2 separate regions of the Hordeum vulgare genome follow, and region 1 is linked to region 2. A link is a contact called in public Hi-C data. All regions are on one chromosome and are shown on one strand. Each heading gives the region's core, a stretch centred on a gene start, on an enhancer-like site or on the middle of the called end of the contact. The rest is flanking DNA. Distances are from core to core; before and after follow the strand shown.

Region 1 (6,595 bases), core at 729-3,228, 280 kb after region 2:
GGATATACATATACTCTAACAGCATTCCGCAGACCGAGAAAAAGGTGGCGAGCAGCGCCCGCAATGATTCCGTTAGACTATATAAATACCTATAGAAAGATGCTATTGGTATCAATATTACAGCACTGGCGCGTGATCATCAACGGATTCTTTTTTCATGAACGAAATAGAAAAGCTTTCAATAAACAAAGAGGAAAGGAGAAGCTTTGGAAGTCAATCATTTGCGCTTTCTGAGTAGATGAACTGAGCTAGATTTTTAGTCGCTTCCATTGGCAAAAACACATGCAGCTGCAATCCCAGACGCTCATTCCTTCATGAAACAGGGCATGCATGCAATCCCAAAGTCTCCATAGTATTTTCTTGCTCAAATGCTGAACGGCTGGGATCGCACATGTAAAGCTTTGGGGTCCCGGTAATTAAAGTATGCCAAAGCTTTGCATGCACAGGCAAGATCGTACTCCCTCCCTCCCAAAATAACTGTCTCAAGCTTAATACAATTTTGTACTAGAGCTAGTACAAAGTTAAGACACTTATTTTGAGACGGAGGGAGTAATTAATGTCTGCAAAAACCATTGGTAGCTGTTGATGTTCACGTATTCCTTTTTGATCGTTGCCTCGGGGAATTATGCGCCTGACACGTACTCGGGTACTGATTAACTGATACGACTTCCCTGAATTAGCAGTACGTAGTAACATCTTTGTGGGTGGCGGTGGCAGACTGACAACACATCGCTGCTGCATGCGTCTCCCGCCGGAGCCACTTTTGCTGTGCAACCGACTTGTCCGGCTTTGCATTTGGATAATCACATGCCAAGCTAGCTGCCACCATCACCTTCTCCTTTACGGTGCGAGACATGATTCCCCCAAAGATCAAGGCCCGCCTACCTGGCCGCCTCCTTGATTACAGCAGAGATCGAAATATATACTCCATGGCCCATGGGTCAGGAGCGCATATGTTTCTTTTGCGTGTTGCTTGAGCCCATCGTCATGTGCTTCTCATCAGAGGCAGCCAGCTCCACCGCACAGCAAAAGGAGCCAGAGCCAGCTTTGGACCATCTCTTCTCCCCCTTTTCCATTTTTCTCCTCTCTTTTGGCAAACGGAAATAATTGATTCGCAGATTCAAATTTAGGTGTCGGTCTCCACGCAATTTGCCAACAATGACCAATAAACAGCGGGCTTTTTAGGTGAATAAGCAACAAGCTTGGACACACCGGTTGTGTTCGTTTGTTCGTTTTACTAGGGATATATGTGTATGTGTGCCCCGATATTTGCAGCTACAAGATTCCACTAATGGACAGGACCATGCCTTTCCTTTAACCCAGACAGATCAGAGTATCCTATTTTGCTCCCCAAGTTGCCCTAGGGGAAAGGGGTGAAGAGTTCCTAAAGTGGTTAGCAGGTGCATCTACAGTGGAAAACACTGTTCTGGACTGTTGCTAAGCAAGCATGGGCCATTATTCAATTCATTCAGTTAAAAGCAGAGATTATGATTGCATTTTCCTTGAGTACAGGCAGGCAGGCCAATCTCTCCGGCTGCATGATTCCCCCTCTGCCCGACACTATGTTACGACTAGCCGCCTAAAGGAGACTGGGATTTGGACGCCTCCGGTGCAGCATTGTTAGCAAAAGAAACATGAAACCATAGCTCTGAAGTCGCGTTTCGTCAGGATTATTCGTCGGCTTGTAGCTTGTGTCCTTATTTTCTTCATTTCTTTTCTCAGTTCGACGTGAGAGCTGCAAGTGATCTCGCTTTCAGTAAAACACCTGCAAGTGATCCAACCGATCCGGTCCAGCCAAAGCGGTAGGCGTGAGCAACACGACGCATTGTTTTTCCTCCTGTCGAGCATTTTTCAAGCTTCATCATAAATCAGGCCGCTAGCTGCTTTCGATGTCAAGCAAGATATAGACGGCATGATCACGGGGAGCCACCGATCGCTCCCTCCTGACGTAACAACAAACTTCCCAATTGTTTCTGGGGGAGCGATCACTTCCCGTCCAAGCTTTGGTCCGCGCATCGCCACCGAGCTTTAGTAGGAAAAGGAAATGGAGGGTTTGGGGAGGGAATGGCTTTGCTTCCACTTAACTGTAAGGTGGGGGTTGTTGCTTACTTTCTTGGCACAACGCTTAGCACTTGAACCACCAACGGAGACCGACACTGCTATACGGGCCACACAAAGTTTGCCTCCGATGCAAGAGACGGCATGCAACGGCCGGGCGGTACGTGCTTGGGTTGGGGATCAGTACCTGACCTAGTACCACTAGTTAGTGTTATCACGTTCTATACCATCATATCCATACCAACTGAAGCTAAGCCTAAAAGAAGCTACTATCAAGTACTGTATTATTATCGATGCAGTGCTATAATCCAGTCTCTGATACTGTGGCCTAGAAATCGAGCATAGCAGATCGGCGAATCCATGGACGGGCCACCATGGGCGATCACTGTTGGACCACCGCTCGCTGAGGCGAATCCCGAGTGCGCGAGCATCATTCGAAGGAAGGGAATTATATGATGAAAACGAGCAGCCGATGTGCCGTGTGTTACTCTGGTTTTTCCTTGGAAGGTGTATACTTTAGTTGTCGAGTGTCACATTCATCAGCTATGTAACCTGCAGAGGCACGAGTATGATTCTAGCGTATGATTCATTGTTATCTGATAAAGGTTTGGCAAGGTGAAGGCACACTGCGTTTGATCTGTGCTATAGCTATTAGTGCCCATCCGTATTGCTTGCTCCGAAATGCTGCATGCAACAGTGCATTACAGTCTAAGCAAAGTAACTCATGAATATTAGGAGGTTCAGCTAACAACACTTCTACCCCGCAAAAAGAAGAAAACTTCTAAAAATATAGTTTTCTTTTCGACAAAGAGTGAATTTTATTAACTTAAAATGAGGCATCGAGTGGATACAAACACAATGAACAGGCATCCGGCCTTTACATAGTTAGGGTATACAAAACCTACACCTTCTGATTATGGATATCCGTCGTTAAAGAGGTCCGAAAACACTCTAATTTTTTAAGGAAAAAACCATCCCAGTAGAAGATCCGGTTTTTTTTTTTTTTTTTGCAAAAAGAGCCTTGGCTCAGTGGTTAAGCATGCGGTTGTGCGGCCCAACGACCCGAGTTCAATTTTTAGAATTGACAGGTAATGCACAGGGAGTTTTCTCCCATTTATTGAGGATCAAGTTTGACGTGTGGTGAAACCACTCATCAAAAAAATCTTGATATCCATTTAAAAAATTCCGAGGATCATGTTTATCTTGGTACTCATATTAAAATGGTTGTATGCATCCCTGGTGCAGAGGCCGGAAAGTGAAATTCTTCCCACTTTTAGACGTACGCCTGGGTCGCCTCCTGCTAGGGCGACTCAAGCGGAGATCCACCCCGCTCCCGGGCCGCTTCCACCCTGTTCTCCCCTCCATCGCCGCTGGATGAAGCCGTCGTGCGAAGCCCTGGCCGGCCGATGGCGGCGGCGGAGGATCACTTTCCTCCCGTGTCCGAATATGGTGAGGCGGGTCACCCATCGGCGCTGGGGCGCCTCGCCTTGATCTGTGTCGCAGCAGCACGGCGGCTCGCCTCCGACAATGGCTCAAGGCGGCAACGACGTGGTGGGCGGAGGCGACGAAGCTGCAAGGCGACGTGGAAGATCGGGTGGTGCAGGCTGTTGGGCGCGTCCGAGTGGTCACGGAGGCCATGGTGACTCTGGCCGGCGGCTCGGTGGTGGCTACGTTCGGCCTGGATCCCGGGGCGGCGGCCCTGGACGGTGGCGGCATGTTAAGCTCGGGCTGTCCGCGACGGCATGCCGTGGTGCAGTCCCCGTCCAAGGCGGATCTGCGTCGGCGATCTTGTGGTCTTACTACGGATTCGTTCGGATCAGAAACGGTGACGAGCGCGTGGGATCCATCTTAGCGGCTCTCGCGGTCAGGCGAGGTGGGGTGGGAGCCCTTCTCTCAGGCTTCAGTGGTGGCACACTCAGGCAGTGGCCGGTGCGCCAGGGCTCCTATGATGGCAGTGCTGTCGTGGATGGTCGTCGGATCTAGGCGGATAGATCTGGGGCTTTGAAGGTGGTCGGAACGGTGCACAGGTTGCCGGGTGGATTTTTTTGGGACGGATCCGGGTGAAAACCTTGTCTTCGGCCAGTGGCCCGAGCCGGTGATGGCAGCGCCCTTATCGTTGTTTCTTCATGAAGGCATCATCGAGGTGAAGCTCCCAACTCCACCCAATACCCCTGGGGGAAACCCTAGATCGGCAGATCAGATGACGACGGCACTCTTGTGTTGTTTCCTCCTTGGGGGCGTCTTTCTTGGAGGTGTACGCGGGCTCGAGGGACAAATGGACGACATCTTTGGTGGAGTGGTGCTTCATCCTACATATTCATGGTGATGGATCTCGGCAGCGTGGAACAGTGGAGGCTTAGCGTCCGATGTGTGGCGATGGACTCACGCAGGAGGAAGACGATGTCTGGCGTCGTGTTGACGTCGATGGCAGAGAGGCCTCGCAAGGTAGATGCATCAGTAACTGCTTTGAGGATGGATCGATGGAAGACGAAGGTGACGGCCCTTGCAGCGTGTACGTTGGTGCCCACTGGGGGTGCGTCGGACCGGTGTGTCATCCAATTCCGACGGGTGGCTGGGATGGGGCATCCGGCTTTAGATGTTAGGGTTAGGTGCGATGTTTCTTTGGTATTTGGCCCGGACATTCGGCACCCCTTCATCAATTGGATAGGTGTAGCGACATGTGTTGTCAACATGATGGCTTCAGGGCGTGTTGATGTTTTGCTTTGTAAAGGTCTTGATGAATAATTAATAAAATGGTTGAATGCATCGTCCAGATGCAGAGGCCGGGGGTGCATCCTCCTTTTTTTTTTAAAAAAAAAGAAGACCCGTTTTTACCAAACTACTCCCTCCGTTCTTAAATATAAATCTTATTAGAGATTTCATTGGAAAAATATATACGAAGCAAAATAAGTGAATTTATACTTTAAAATTTGTCTATATACATCCGTATGTAGATCCCTGGTGAAACCTTTAAAAAGACTTATATTTAGGAACGGAAAGAGTAATGAATAATCGCGTGATAAGAAAACAAAAGAGGATAGGGAAAAGAACAGATCGCGAAATTAATGACACCTTTGCCAGGATACTCTCTTTCGGCCTCGCATTAGCAGATTTGCTCCCACGCTTAAATTCATTTCTTGACAGCAACTTGGGACTCCATACTACACGCTCCGAGTTTCGGACGGGATGGACCCCATGATTTGCACCAAACGCCGGAAATTAATGAGAACAAAAAGGATGGAGACCGGCCTGTGCACTTTTGTGGCGTGGTGCCATGCTACCAAAACGATTCGTAGGAAACAACATCATGGTCGTAGGCTTGTACTACTAGCACGCTGTTTTATTTTCGGAAATGCAGAACACCGTGAGTTTGTGCGACTTTGAGAGGAGTCATGCACACATGTAATTCAGTTCAGGTTGATGAAACGGGTGAGCAGGTGGAGAAGGATCGTCTGACTCGCAAAACAGGGCTCGGATCTGCACCATATGCAGGCATGATTTGCTCAGACAAATTGCTTCGACATTGACCTCGAGATTAGACTCGGAGGCTCCAAGCGTCGCAACAGGGGAGAAGCGCCAGCGTAGCTTTCATGGGCCGGCGCCCACTTTGCATCTTGAATCATTTTTCCTCGTGGAGAGGCAGCGGCAGGCCGCCCGATGACGCGCCGCTCGGGCCCTCCTCTCGCTTTCGTTCCGCGCAAGCGCACCCGAGACGAACCGAGCCGAGCCAAGATGTAGTGAACAGCGGTGGCGCGAGGCTCCGGCGTACGAGCGGCCGTTTGAATTCTTGGGTTACCGTTGCCCGCTTCCGATGGCCGACGAGGGGAGGCAAAATTTCGTGTTTTATGCTCTTTTTTTTGTCAATTTTAAGCGGATCTGATCTTGGTTTGAAAAAATATCAACATTTGGCCCTTTTGCTACCGTCAAGCTGTTCGACGGTAGGGTTACGTAGCCTACCGTCAGGGTCTTCGACGGTAGGCTAACGGCAACAACTGCTTACTTAACGACCCTTGCGTTGACCTGGCACACACCTACCGTTAGGGTGTGTGACGATAGGCTATGATAACCTACCGTTGAGGTCTCTAACAATAGGATGCATACATTTCCAGTTCTCAGTGCTGGCACTTGGATTCGCAGAATTTCTGCGGTAGGGTTACACATCCTACTGCCATGGACCTTGACGGTAGGGTGTGATCATAGTGCATTTTTACACATAACTTATATTTTATCGGTTTAATTTGTATGCCTCAGCAATATTGTAGACTTAAAAACATAAAATATGTATAGATCAATACAATATAACATGTATCACACCTCGATACGAATAATAGTTCAACTAAGAAACATAGCACATATCCAAATAGTTTCACATAGCAAACGGTTCAAAAAATACCAAATCATTTCACAAAGCCAACATAAATAGTTTAACTAGTTCAATGGTAGCAACTTCACTTGCTCCTTCCCCTTTTGGAGGTACGCTCCTCGTTGTTTTTTGAACATGTCTCACCTACCTTCTTCTTGCGTTAAGAAGGACGCG
Region 2 (6,472 bases), core at 3,511-6,010:
GAAATCAGTCTTTTGGTCTAGCATTTGCCTACTCAAAACCACTGTGCAATACACAAATAATTACATGAGACAAGCTGGGAAGTTGAATTAGCAAACATCTCCCCGTGGACGAAAGCACCTGGATACTGAACAACAGTACAATACACATATCATTACATGAGACGACAGAATGTCAAGTTGAATGATCATCAGATGGAACTGGCTTTCCCGATACCACAATGTATACACATATGAAGCCGTCCAAAAAATCAGAAATATCTTGACCGCATCTTGGTCGTTGCTGAACTTTGTGGTCGTGTTTAGGACCAAATGAATGGCAAAAACAAAAGAAAAAAGAAAGCCTAAGCTAAAATAAAAGGTTAACATGTTCTTTTTCTGCTGTCATTGACCACATAAGATGAGTTGAAGCACAATGGCCAGCTATATTCAGTGAGACACACTCGGTGTCACAAGGCAGAGCATTGTCAGTTACTGGGAGGATATCAAAGTGTGGTAAGAAGCATGTCCGTGCTACTTATGGTCGATCCAACACGCCACCAACAGAACAGAATGACATTCTGAAATAAGTAAGGAGGATATATTAGTTCATATAAATGTCCCAACTTCACAATAAATATAAAGTACTCCCTCCGTTCCTAAATATAAGTCTTTTTAGATGTTTCACTAGGGGACTACATACGGATGTACATAGACATATTTTAGAGTGTAGATTCACTCATTTTGCTCCGTATGTAGTCTCCTAGTGAAATCTCTAAAAAGACTTGTATTTAGGAACGGAGGGAATAGATAAATTCCTAAATGGTGGAGTATTCATTCATTCACGAGATCCGCAAATTTTGACTCTGGTGATTTGAACTAAAACCATGACAAGAATTATGAAATGAAGGGAGTACATATAATGAAGCATATGAAACAATTTACATGTTAAAATTGAACAATTCACTTAGGCAGCACTCACCTAATGAGGACTTATACTGCACGTGTGCTTGACGTTGCTGTTGACACTTTCTGTATGTTGGAAATTGTTTCCATCCACAAAAAGGCATGGAGTAGAGTTTCTCTGAGCTTGAACAGAAGAAAAATAACTGTGCTGGTCCCGAATGTCATCAAGCAGAGTTTGTGAACTGTTTGCTTCCCAAGGACCAGAGAAGTTCCTGCAATTTGGTTCAATTCTTGGTAAAGAATCATTGTGCTGCAAAGAGTGGGATTCTGATGAAGCAGAGAAGTTCCTGTGGTCTGGGTCGGCTCTCGGAGCATAGCCACTGTGCTGTACACCATCATATCCAGTGTCCTGACTAACTGGTTGCCTTTGTCTATCTAGCAAAATGTGGATCAATCTACGTCTTCTAGAAAGAGTTGCAAGCCTTCCAGTTGGAGTTGATGCACCGAAAGTTGAAGCACGTGAATCGGCATGAATATTTTGCCTAGGAATATCCCTAGGCGATACATTTAGATCAAACCCTTGAAAAGTTTGCCAAGGGTTGATTGATGGTGACCTTCCAAATGTGCTAATGGGTGCAGCCGTGCCTAACTGTGCCGAATTGCTGTTAGTAAGGCTTCTCGGATGCATTGATCCCTCACCACTGAGTCTACATCCTCCACAGTACCAATTTCCTTCAGGTACTTCTCTTCCCAGGCCAACACAATATGTATGTGCCGAGGAATCACAAATATCACATAATAACATGAGACTATCTTCACCACCTTGATTGCACTCTATGCATACAAGATTCTCGTATGGGTCTAACCAGCGCCTTATTTCTTCTTCAGTGGGCTGATAAACCTGTGCAAGAAGCAAGAAAATAAGCATATGACCAAACATACTATGGTGTTAAGACTTAGGTTTCAACAGCAGTACTTTTAGTGGTACATCTCGGACCGACTGCTTTGCAGTGGCATATATCTTAATTTGGCTACTAAATTATTTTTAGAAGTACAGTAACCCCTACAATAAAATTTGAGCTCCTGGCTTAAAAGAAAAATAATAGCAAGAAAAAATAAACTATCACGGAATTCAGGGTCATATTATCAACCAAAATTCAAATAGGTTGCTGAAAATTGATTGTAAGAGCCTACCGAGGGCATACTTGTCGCAGCTTTAGTACAACTTTTAAATCGCTACTTTAGTGATCTAAACGATCTTATATTAGTTTACAGAGGGAGTACCAGAGCTGAGACAAGTAATATGTATCAGAGAGAGTAGCATTTTTTTATTTTATTTTTTTGCGGAGAACAACAAGAAGCCTAAGAAATGCTTACAACATTAAAGATCCAGGCATACCAGAAAGGCAAATGATTGCAAAATGCTTGCAGACATGATTAAGGATTGAGGTACGCATTCATGAAATCTTACTTAAAGTAACAGTCCACAAGTAATTCAGAACATATTGGTCCCAAATTTAAATATCTTCCGTGTTGTAACTGAACCTTGTTACATATGTTAGCGATGCGCTTTTGTTACTGACAATTTTTCAGTGACATGGTAATCAACAAATATAACAGAAATGAATGAAATGGAGAAGTTAATTACCAATAAAAGACCAAGTATAAGACTACTATATAGATTAATCCTCAAACGCAGAATGACAATTAAGATGTTTACCAATCATGTGTTGAATTGCTCGCCCATAAAAAAATGAAATGAAATAGCAACTTAATTGTTACCAGATCTAAAATTATATAACAACTACAGCAAGGAGACTTTACCTGATCACGCTCTTCGACCTTAATTACAGATTTTTTCAGCTCCAAACCAAGACCCACTTTTGATGACTTGGTAATCGTGTTGAACCGCCTCTTACACAATGGACACCTTGACTCGACCTTAGACCACTCCATGATGCACGCGAAGCAAAAGTAGTGCGAGCAACAATTCAGCACTCCCTGCAGAGTCATCCTCTGATCCTCAGAGAGGCATATCCCACACCAGGGCTTCCCAGAATCTACTAGTTCTTTTTTCTCCTTTCCTTTGTCCCCTCCATTCCTTGTAAAACAAAGCCTCTTCGGTGACACAGACAGCATGGGCTGAGCCACCAGAGATTTAGCTTCTCCAGAGTCCCTGGCATCCTTATCTGAGACATGGAATTCAGAATCTGAGGATGATTGTGAGACGAGTAACCTCTTCTTCCTCCTGGTCTCTTCTATCCTGATATCACCCGATTCCTTGTCTGAGGCATGGAATTCAGACTCTGAGGATGACTGCAAGACGCATGTCCTTTTCTTCCTCTTAACCTCTTCTCTGACATCGCTCATTTCCTTATCTGATAAATGAAATTCAGAATCTGAGGATGACTGCAAGACGCGTACCCTTTTCTTCGTCTTAACCTCTTCTTCTCTGACATCACTCAATTCTTTATCCAAGACATGGAATTCAGAATCTGAGGATGACCCCGATAACCCCCTCTTTTTCCTCCCCTTTCTAACTGCAGCTCTCACTGGCTCACCCTCAGGTTCATCTTCGGATGTTCCAAACTCAAACTCTGATGAGTCTGAATCAATAGCCGGCCATATATCTGCCTCGGCAACTGGCACTGGCCAGTCTACCTCCACCTGCCTCCCAAACCTGGCCTTCTTCCTTGAATTACGGTTTACCTTGACCTGATCATCCTCCACGATGAAGTCGTCATCATCCTCGTAGTGCTCGATGACAGGACGCTTTCTCCGTCGCCTTGCAGGCGCAGGCTTCCGAACCTTCTGCTTTGAAACCTTACTAGTATTACTATTCTTCTTCTTCCCTCGTCGCTGCTTCGAAGCGGGGTTTCGGCGGACCGTATTCTTAAGCCTCGGTATCGTTCTGGTGTGGCTGACACCCAGTTCCTCCTCTTCCTCGTCCTCAAACTCATCATCGTCACCCTCCAAATCAGGGTCGAAATCCGTGTCCTCGTCCCCTTCCCCCTCGTCCAAGTCAGGATCAAAGTCCATGTCCTCCTCCTCCGCATGCCTCGGCCGATTAGATCGCTGAGCCACATGAGGCATTTCCGCTTTCTGGCCGCCGGCACCACATTTCGTCGCAAAGTTCGGCCGCCGTGGCTCCTCTTCCCCGTCGAGATCTTCCTCATCCTCCTCGAGCTCCTGCTCCTCGGAGTAATCGTCGTCGTCCTCATACCTGCGCCGGCGAGATCGCGCAGCAGCCGGATTCGCATTCCTCTTCACCGGCCGCTTTGGACGCGGCGTCTCTTCCTCCTCGTCCTCGTCATCCACCTCGTACTCCGCGTCCGAGCCGCCTCCCTCCTCGCCGGCACTAAAGGAGGCGGCGTCTCTTCCTCCGCGGCCGTACTCCAGCTCGTCGACCTCCTCATCATCATCCTCCTCCTCCAACACATACTCCTCGTCGCTGTCGTCTCCGTCGCCCCCCTCGAGCTTCCGCCGCCGGCGGCCCCCGCCCTCTCCCGTCCCCATACCTACACACACACACACCAAATCACCGAGAATCAGGACCAGATCGCCGGATCCCAACCCGAGACACAGCCGAAACCAGCCAGCAGCCGCCCAGTTACCAGTCGAGAGCCGAGACCGGGGCAAGCAGAGCAGAGCAGCAGCCTCGGCTGGCAAGGGAAGCCCCCTAACTTAACCCCGGATGGATTTGTGGATAATATTCTGCGCCGTGGATTTTGAATGAGTGCGTATAAATACGCCCGGGTCAAAGAAGGCGGCGGTGACGGGAACTGTCTCGGCTGATGAGCGGGGAGGGGAGCAGCTCGGAAACGGGGAATGGAAGGGGGGAACAGGGTGGAGGTTACGAGGGGAGGAGGGAGGGCGGAGGAAGCATCGCGTACGGTAGGGGGAGGTGGGGTGGGGTTAGGAACGCGCTGGCTGGCTTTTATCGCCGCGTAGGTGGGAGTGGGGCGGGGTGGTGGATTGGGTTTGGCCAGCTCCACCGGCACTTCGCTACTCGCTAGTGGTTGGACCGTTGGCGCTGGAGTTGGAGTGCCTTGCTTGCTTGGACTAGTCGCCCGCGTCGCGGCCGCGGAGGCATCGCCGCCGTTCACATGCTTATTTTCGCTTGCGCCGCTGGTAATCCAGCTGGCTGGACTGCTCGTTTGGTTTCGTTCGTATCAGGCCCAACTGGGCCTAGCCACATAGTGGTGCCGTGCCATGGGCGCCTGACGTGTCCGTGACTCGGCAGCAAAATTCGGTTCGGTGCTACCTGCCCTGCCCATCCACCATCATCATCGTCATCTCGTGGTGGCCTGGGGATCGGGCGGCTTTCCCCTGTTCTATTCCTTCCCAGTAGGCTGTGTTGCACGGCAAAGTTGACAAAAATGACCCCCCGGAACGAAAGAACTCACGGATTGACCCCGCGAGGAAAATAATTCACCGGCCTGATCCTTTTGTGTGGTGCCCGACACCTAGGCGGCACACTGTACTGTGTGACGCCTAGGTGTTCGGCGTCACACCCCCGACCACGTGGCAGGGAGGGGGTCACCCCGCAGGCAGTGTGATGCATAAGCCTCAGACGTCACACATTGTAATGTGTGGCGCCTAACGCTTCGGCGCCACACATGGACTTATACAGCCACAGCCCAGCCACCCTCCCCACCCCCTCCCCCAGTCTATTTCACATGTGTGACGCCTAAGCCTAAGGCGCCACAACTCACATGTGTGGCGCATATGCCTTATGCGCCACACATGTGAAAACCTGCTGAAATTATTGACATTTTGACAGCAATCATATTGAAAGCCAAGGAATCATCAAGTACAACAATTATTGACATCATCATCATAGCCAACAACTAAATGGTTCACAACAAGTGCAACAACAACTAAATGGTTCACAACTCGAATAAGTTCACAACAAAAGTAAATAGTTCAGCTCGACAAGTGCAACACCAACTTCAAATCACTTGGGGCCTCGTCCCCTCTTGGATGCTAGCTTCTTCCTTCTCGCAACCACAAATTGCTCCGGGTCATCCGACTCATCGTCATCCTCAACCTCATCGTTCATGCTTCTCATCCTTGACAAACGAGAACCCCCGGCCACCTGATTCTTTCCTTTCGCATAATCATCCGGTGAGTAGCGCTTAAATTCCTTCCTGTGCTTCAACATGTAAGCGGAGCGTTGGAAAGCCTTCAACGTCATGTCGTCCGCAGCCTAATACATATGAAGGTTGAAAGTTCAAATTTGAAGGTTGAAAGTGCAAATTATATGGCTATGTCATACCTGAGGAGTGTCAACATCATCCTCCTGAGTATTTCTTTGGGTATTAGCCGCTGAGGTAATGTCACCATCAACCATACGAGCGCCCGAAGAAGCTGAATCGTCAAGAGTATTTCTTTCGGATGAACCGGATCTGGAAGGTGAAACATATTCAGGGTCACGGCAACCTAAAATGTTGGATAAGCGCTGTAACTTCTTGCCCTGTTCCTGTTAGATTCAAATATAAATGACATATATTAGGTAACCTATAATGTTGCATTCGTGGGCAAAATAATAATAATGACACAACACCTTTATGAATAGACGAAGTGCAGA

Evidence for each region. A called contact is a pair of places that touch in the nucleus more often than the background predicts.
Region 1: a Hi-C map of leaf shows a contact between it and region 2, with 6 times the contacts expected there. The contact joins the enhancer-like site here to the promoter of LOC123448849 in region 2. A contact is called at or near these places in 4 of 6 Hi-C or Micro-C datasets (leaf and seedling) and 1 of 1 datasets of contacts at active chromatin or transcription factors (embryo).

What each region holds. Positions count from the first base shown.
Region 1 is chr4H:437,137,488-437,144,082 of MorexV3_pseudomolecules_assembly, forward strand. No RefSeq gene overlaps it. Among protein-coding and RNA genes, the nearest start is that of LOC123448851, 44 kb to the right of the region's middle. Within about 2 kb of position 1,979, at least 2 of the 3 cell types and tissues checked have open chromatin away from gene starts, as enhancers often do. A contact at or near this core is called in leaf, where this site is marked.
Region 2 is chr4H:436,852,665-436,859,136 of MorexV3_pseudomolecules_assembly, forward strand. LOC123448849 (ABC transporter F family member 4-like) reads right to left here and starts at 4,761. Exons shown (of 4, transcript XM_045125873.1): 1 at 4,497-4,761; 2 at 2,707-4,400; 3 at 959-1,783; 4 at 124-557. The coding sequence starts at 4,398. The coding sequence ends at 959.